2 separate regions of the Zea mays genome follow, and region 2 is linked to region 1. A link is a contact called in public Hi-C data. All regions are on one chromosome and are shown on one strand. The core of a region is the stretch at or near the end of the contact, and the rest is flanking DNA. Distances in the headings are between cores, read along the strand shown.

Evidence for each region. A called contact is a pair of places that touch in the nucleus more often than the background predicts.
Region 2: a contact with region 1 is called in a Hi-C map of ear, with 2.9 times the contacts expected there. The contact joins the promoter of LOC103653907 here to the enhancer-like site in region 1. A contact is called at or near these places in 7 of 25 Hi-C or Micro-C datasets (bundle sheath, ear, endosperm and 3 more).

What each region holds. Positions count from the first base shown.
Region 1 is chr4:160,632,880-160,636,843 of Zm-B73-REFERENCE-NAM-5.0, forward strand. No RefSeq gene overlaps it. Among protein-coding and RNA genes, the nearest start is that of LOC109945571, 14 kb to the right of the region's middle. Within about 2 kb of position 2,327, at least 20 of the 20 cell types and tissues checked have an H3K27ac peak or open chromatin away from gene starts, as enhancers often do. A contact at or near this core is called in bundle sheath, ear, endosperm and 3 more, where this site is marked.
Region 2 is chr4:160,833,542-160,837,505 of Zm-B73-REFERENCE-NAM-5.0, forward strand. LOC103653907 (RING-H2 finger protein ATL72) reads left to right here and starts at 2,045. Exons shown (of 3, transcript XM_008680715.4): 1 at 2,045-3,317. The coding sequence starts at 3,102.

The DNA of each region.
Region 1 (3,964 bases), core at 1,077-3,576:
TCATACAAGGATATAACTCTTTTTTTCTTGAGCTATAAAAGAAATGTGTTTATCAACGTACAAGTGGACTGCGATGACTAGGCTTCAAGGACCAGAGGATGAGCAACGTACAAAGGTTTGGGTCAGGCCACTACCACCTGAGTTTAGAGTTTCTAGATTATCATCTCAATCGCTAGATGAGTCATCATCTGAGTACATAAGCTTTGTCCATGTTTGTATCTAGATATCCACCACACGATGATGTAAAGCATTATGTTTAGGCGATCGAAACCCCATCTAAAACATGTATATGTATATCACCATATCAACACTCTATTGTAGCGATCCGCGGCCTACGCTCCTCTCTCTAATTTTCTTTGGCTGATAACGAGGATATAGGGTATTACGTCTAGACCATCCAAACCACCTCTAAATTATGTGTGTCCATACCACCATATTAGTGTTGTACACTCTATTGTAATAGGTTCTTGGCCTACGCTCTTCTCACTTATTCCCTTTGGTACCCTTGATATCCTAACGCCACATTCTAGTGATAATCCATCAGATGTAGTCGTGGATATGAAATTTTAGCTGCAAGTATATTCACGATCAGGTAGAAGTTAGAGTCACGCGAATCACGAACAGATAGAAGTTAGAGCCGTGCGTAGTGCTAGTAATATGGGCCGAGTTTTTTTGGGTTAGCACGAGTACAACCCAAAAACAAGATCCCAAAGCACAGTTCGAAGGCGGGCCTAGGTCGTGCCTCAAAGTCCGTTTCGCCAGGCCTCAGCACGTCCCATGTAGCCTATAGTGTTTAGTTCCTTTAATCTAGTAAGCTATGGACTTTATATGGTTGTAATATTTGGATTTTCGTTGTTCGAATATATGAGCTGGGCTTGGATCGGTAGAGGCTAATGAAGACCCGACATACTCTAAGACCAGACTGAACCATTGTTTTTACTCTTTGGGCTGGCATGACAAGACTCGAACGTTTTTTTAGCCTTTTCAGTCTAAACCTGTTTGGTCCAAAGCACAATAAATTTGAGCCATGCGGATCTAGCTCAACCTAATTTTTAGCACTAGTCGTGTAAATGCTCGATTGCAGTGGCAGATCCAGAAATTGAAGACAGGCCAGGCAAAACGCTACGATCCTCCACGCCTTTGCCTGCGCCCAAATACTACGTTGGTTGCGTATGATGCTTTCTTGCTTGTGTCTATTACAGCGGGCGCCCAGCCCTGACCATCGTGTGTGGTGCCTGGGCCCTGGGTGGTGGTTCCGCCCCTGAGTCGATTGCTCGCACACGGATAAATACTCCACCTCTGCTTTATGCGATTTGCTGCCGTTCCTAGTTGTCACTGTTTTCATCTGCACAACAAACGACCCCCCAAGTTCTCTCTGGTCTTTCTGCTTCCTGTCATGTGCCGAATGGGAGGGACATCTTCCTAGCACACCAGCTCGTGCAGACCAGAAGGTTGGAGGCTCTGATGCCCCAACGCGTGAAGCCTAGACGAGGAGCTCCGACTCCAGCGGTCTGATGCACGCGAGGGGAGCGTGGCTTCAAAAGCCCCTGCGTGTGCGTCTGTACGATGCCATGGGAGCTCCAGCGGGGTGATTCCGATGGGGTAACACCTCCAGCACTGAGCGGGCGTGCCATCGAGATAGACTCTGGAGCCTGGAGCCTGTGCAGTCACAGGTCGCATCGCCGTCCGTGTCTTTGTCGTCGAGCTCGGTGGCATCAACAAGCTCGTCAAGCATCGGCGCCTTTCCATGGCCCCGGTTCCATTCCATATATTGACTGCATGCATGTCGAGTCATCATCGCCATGCAGTGGTTCAACCCGATTGTTCGTTGTAGTATATATGTAGATAAATATATACATTGAATTTAATCATCGCCATGCAGAACTAGATAAATGACTCTAGTTCTTGACTTCTTGCAGATTCGGTGGTAAGGCATTTTACCTCTTCTTTAATACAAACAGAAAAGATGTGTTTGAGTTTGGATTCTTATTTCTATCCAAATTATGTTAAGCATAGGACTGTTTCTACAGTCATAAAGTTAGTTAGAGGAGATCAGATAGAGAATAGAAAAGGCCAGGTAAAAAAAATAAAAATAATTTCCATACGTTACGATGAAAGATATAACATATCGTGACTTCAAGATTTATTCAAAACTAATCGTATTATAGAACTAAAACATTTTTTTTTAAGGGCCTGTGCTACTCGAGGCGTTGGTTGAGCACACGAAATCGACAAGTCTGGTTGTAAGAGCTGGGCCCATCCCATCGTACTCCCGGCCCGAAAATCCACCGATACGTGGAAAGGAGGGTACAGGGCCGGAGAGCACATACCAAACAGGCGCATCCTTGTCACCCATGCGTGTGGGGCTGTACTGCTGCCAGAGTTGGCCCAAGCCTGAAACCCACCGCGGTCCAAGATTCTGTAACCTGTGGCCCAACATCAAAGTTTTCAGGCATCACACGGGCTGAGCCATGGCCTCACTCTTCACCGATCTGTCTCGCTGAGAATTTGTGAAAACTGAAAGCCCACCGCCTCAGGGCCTTTTCGATTATGTCTAGATCGTAGAGGATTAGAGAAATTAAATCTCTCACTGATAAAAATTAAATAGAAAAAAGTTAATCTCCTTCAATTCAGACGCTACTTACCGTTCCGGACTTTCGATTGAGATGATCATTTTGAGGGGTGGACCGGTGGTGTTTACCGACTACCCTTGACCTAGATCCAGCTTAAGCTTTGTTCGGTTAATTCCGTCACCTATAGATTGGATGAGATTGGAAAAAATTAAGAAAAAGTTTGACTTGCTTGGGATTTAAACTCACACAATCACACTCAATCCACATGAATTGAAAGCTAACCGAACAAGTCCTTACGTGTGTAAACTATTTCGGTATATCTTTTTTTATAGGTCTCAGTATATCTTTTTAGTTACACCAAGAAAAAGATTTTGCAGACGCCGACAATCTGGAACACATGGGGACCGGAAGATCTATACCGAACAGAAGAAACTAGAATGTAACGTAGAGGGCAATGATAATGATTTACGCTTGAGTATCAACGGTAATAAGTTTGAATATGTCGGTATCAATTTTTAGTGTGATGCCTGATTATAATTAGACCTAAATAACAAAAATTTAACATTATTAGTTACCCATTATATTACAAATATGTGAATCAAATGACATCTAAATAAGGTGTTTGGTTTGAGGAAATCACTCCATGAGGTGATGCATTATGGATTCATTTTCAAATTTGGTAGGATGACTATATTTATCGTACTAGTGCTAACTAACTATGAGGAATGAGATGGTGATGGATCAACTCATTATATTTCACAAAAAAAATGAGAAGTAAAAGATGATGATGGGCTAGATCATTCATCAAATCAAAGACCCAAAAAGTGAACGCTGTTCCTCCAACTGACTTCCACGTTCAGTTCCGAACGCTCCGGGTTTCACCATATTTTATCATCTAACAACACGCCATTCTTTACGGTTACAGGCAGGAATTACGTCTCGATGCAAGCAATTGATCCGAGAAGTCCTCTCGTGCATGCAATGGTTGGAAATGTCACATCGTCACCACTTGGTACGTTCGAAGCAAGGCTGAACTACAAATAAAAAAATAATCAGGGGGCGTGCGGAACGTGTTAGGTTATTCTGTACCATCCAAAGATCTCGATATCGCCTATCTGGATCTCAATTGGCTGTGGTCCAAACTTTCATCGGGTAGATCATTATCTAGCCCACCGGCCCACTGTACGTTGTTCTATATTGTTATTAATAGGGATGCGAATAGGTCAAGTTCGAATTGAGTGCAGAAAAACTCGTCGTTTACAGTTGAAGTATGTCTAAACCAGTCCACAATTATATCTGTGGGTATAATTCTAAACCCGCACCTATCGGATTTCGGGTGAGTTTCAGGTCACACGCGGGCGTAAAATTTTAAACAACAATTTAGCTATAAA
Region 2 (3,964 bases), core at 795-3,294, 200 kb after region 1:
GAAATTAAAATAATAGATCATATTTTAAGCCACAAATGATGTTTCTCTGATGTAGAGGGCATTCTATTCGCACGAGAGGGTATTATGATACTAGTGGAGGATAAAAAAGTTATAAGGTATACTAAAGATTTTTTGTGATATCAAGTTCCAAATAATCCCATGTACTGAAGGTATACATATACAATGTTTGTATCAAGTCGTGTAGAACACGCACAACATTAGGCTACATTCCTTGCAAAAAATGAAGTCCTCGGGAAACTTAGCCAAAATATATGGAAGCACTCTCCAATGCTTGTTAAATATCGTAAGACACATGTTTTCCATGATACATTTGGGGAAAAGTTGTAGAACAAAGAATTCAAAATAATAGATCATCTTTGGAAAAAAAAGTTGTAGAACAAACAATTTGAAACCATAGATGACCTTTGAAACTAAAATTAGTGTTTCTATGATATTGAAGGCATGTATTCTCACAAGAGGGTATTAGAGTACAACTAGTGGATGAAAACATTATTGGGCAAATTAATGACCTTTTATGATACCAAATTTTCCGGTACATCTTCAGACCATTTGTGCGTTTGAGAGCTACATAAAGGAAAAGTCAGAACCCTGAGGCAACCCTTACTTAGACACACGGGTATGGAGGTCCATTCTTGGTCCTCGTGTGGGTATAGTTGTATATCCCCGCAGAGATCTTTCTCAATACCAGAAGTCTTCAAACAAAATCATTTGGATGTTCTTTCTATTAAACTGATGTAGTGAGAGTTAAGGAACTTATGAAAGAGGTGGAATGATGATCACTTTGCACTTATATTTATAAATTGATAGTATATCAATGATCATGAGCACAGCATACACCACGCTTCTTGCAAAATTACAAATGCCTATTCATTTTCCTTACAACTATCAAACATTATTTTTATGTCAAACTAAGCCCTCCAAGTATAATCATACACACGGTACTACCATTAGCTTTTTATATGTGCTTCAGACTTGGTGACCACTGACCACGCCCGAGTCAAGCTCGGGTGAAGTCATAAGTTTAGCAGGTGACGAGATGTGCATCTCTCGAAACTACAATTGCTTTGATGTTTAGCGACCAAGAGTGATCATGAAACTAGAATGATAGTTTGGAACGTGAAGTTGTGTTAAGTTTCACCTTGAACCTTGTATTTTTCTAAGTTAATTAGCCTCTTATTATTTTATTATATTCAACCATCAAAACATGTTAGAGGGCCTATATACACGGTGAGCCTGAGCTGTTGCCTCACGACCCATACTGCTCGAGCCGTCAGCCCACCCGCCACTGTTGCGCGTAGAGCTGGAAAATAAGCTCGAGGCTCGCGAGCCGGCTCGAGATCGGAGCGGCTCGCGAGCCTCGAGTGAGCCGAGCCGAGCCTGTCTTTTGGGCTCATTGTGGTAGCGAGCCGAGCCGGCTCGTTCTAGCTCGCGAGCCGGCTCGCGAGCTTTGCTAAATTACTAAATATATAGAATAATTATGGATATTGACTAATTTTATAGATAGTCAGTTTGTTCCTTAGCGTTTCATGATAGATATATGACAATTAATAATTTAGATTACTCATAATGATGAATGATATCTATATATTTTATATTTATATACTAATAATTCACTATATAATGTAATTATATATATCAGGGTGTGGCTCGCGAGCCGAGCCGAGCCAGCTCGCGAGCCACCTTCGAGCCGAGCCGAGTCGGCTCGTCTCCAGCCCTAGTTGCGCGCCTCCACGCCTACCACTCAAGTTGCTCGTCTGCTTGCCACTGCCATTGGTCACAACACCCGTGCCCCGTGTTAAAAATTAAAACACAATGTTATAGATTGGGACGAACAGCAATGTCGTTTTAAAAATCGTGAAGATAAAACACAATGTTATAAATAGAGTGAAATTGCCGTTAGTCTCTGTAGTAAGAGAAAAAAACATTAAATCCTCGTTATGAAGTGGGCGGTAACAGTACAATACAACTCAAACATGATCTAAAAAGAGAAAACCATCCGGCCCAAATCCTGGAAGCCCACATTAGGGCATATTGTCATAATAGGAGGTCAGATCATCGAGTACACAGACATGACACTAGTACATCGACACCTCCGAACTTGACGTTTTAGGTAAGTTTTTGAGGAAAAAAAGTAGATTTGTACGTCATGTCGACGCGAACTGTATCAAAAAGACTAACCCAACACAACAGATCCGCAGTTGTTCACGAACACAGTGGGGGGTGGCAGTTCATCAAATGTTCATAGTTCTACCAACCAGCTTCGTATGTCGCCAGACGCCAACCGTCGTTTCGTTCTGGAAAAGATCTTTGCAAGCTGAAAAGCCCGTGGAGCCCTGTCCCGCTCGCGTGGCGAGTGGCGACTGCCGAATCTTGGACGATTCCCCGGCGTGCACCTCATGTCCTCGCCCTGCCACACCGCCGCGGCGGGCCCCGCGTGCATCCCTACCCGTGCAGACTGGCTCCGGCCACGGCACCCATCACAAGCCGTGGTCCGTCCATGACAGCTGACCCCGCTGTGACGCCGGTCCCGCGCGTCATACGTACGCAGTCGAAGCGAAGTTCCCTGGGCAAGGCTCAGTCGCCAGAGAAGAAGCAGCAGCAGCAGCCCAGCGGCAGATCCCTGCTGTGCTGAGGCGCTGAGCTGCTGAGCTGAGGCGACTAGCGTCGCGCAGCGCAAGGCAGGCACCCCCACCCTCGCAAGTCACGCACAGGAGGAGACGAGACGAGGGAGATACTTGTTTCTCCCAGGACCTCGCTCACCAACTCCGGGAATCCGCCAACTCCCGCCGCCCGCCCCGGCCCGCCCCGCGCCGCGCCGCGGCGCATCATTCCTTGCCAGCGGCCCACGCAAATCCCAAATCCCAAACCCCGCGCCGATGCCCACCAGCCCTCCGCTGCCCGACCCCAGCCGCCCGCCGCGCCGCTCTTATTATACGCCGCCCCGGCCGCAGCTGCTCGCTGCTTAATCCGCTGCGGCTCGGTTCGCGTGCGCGTTTTTGGGAGAGGGCGGGGCGTTGGCTGTCAGCGGCTGGACTGGGTAGTGCGGCCGTGGCGGCGCCGCGAGGGAAGGGGCGGCGGAGATGCTGGGGTCCGGGCTGAATCTGGTGACCACGGTGATCGGCTTCGGGATGAGCGCCACCTTCATCGTCTTCGTCTGCGCGCGCCTCATCTGCGGCCGCGCTGCGCGGGCCGACGCCGACGCGGCCGCCGGCGCCGCGGCGCGGGCGCTGCCGCAGCCACCCGTGCCGTTCGACTTCGACGTCGAGTTCCGCAACGTCGCGGATCTCGACCGCACGGTGAGCGCCCAGTACCTGCTGCTACTCTGCTAGCGTGTTGCGTGTGTATCGTTGTGTTTGTGAAGCACGGAAGCGACCCTTGAGTTGTGTAGTGATGGTGACCCGGTGATCCCAAGTCATGCACGGGCCCAATTCTGTTCAGGAAAATATCCACTAAATACTTGTTTTTATTTTACGCACTGGAACACAGGTTGATCTTTTCAGTCACATTGCTGTTTTATATAGGAGTCATGTTTATATAAGCTACTAGCCTACTACTGAACTCGAGGTCGCATGTGCATTATTTGTGTGACTGTGCAAGCTCATTGACATGAAAAACATAAACCACAGGTGTCCAGTTCATCTCTGTTTCAAGAATATGAAAACTGTCCATCTTGACCAAACAATTCAGCCTGAGATGGGCCAAGTCAATTTGAATAGTCATGGTAATACCATGTTATTTACTATTATATTCTTGATTATCAGATTGAAAAAATGGGATTTGTAGCCCTGTGAGATATGGCCTTTGGATTGGCAGTATGGTTACCAAAGATGATTTGATTAGGTACACTGTATATTTGAATATCTGGCAGTATTTTCACCCTCAAAATTATGCATCATATGTGGTTCTATCCTATCTTCTGATCCATGAACAATACTATTAAGCC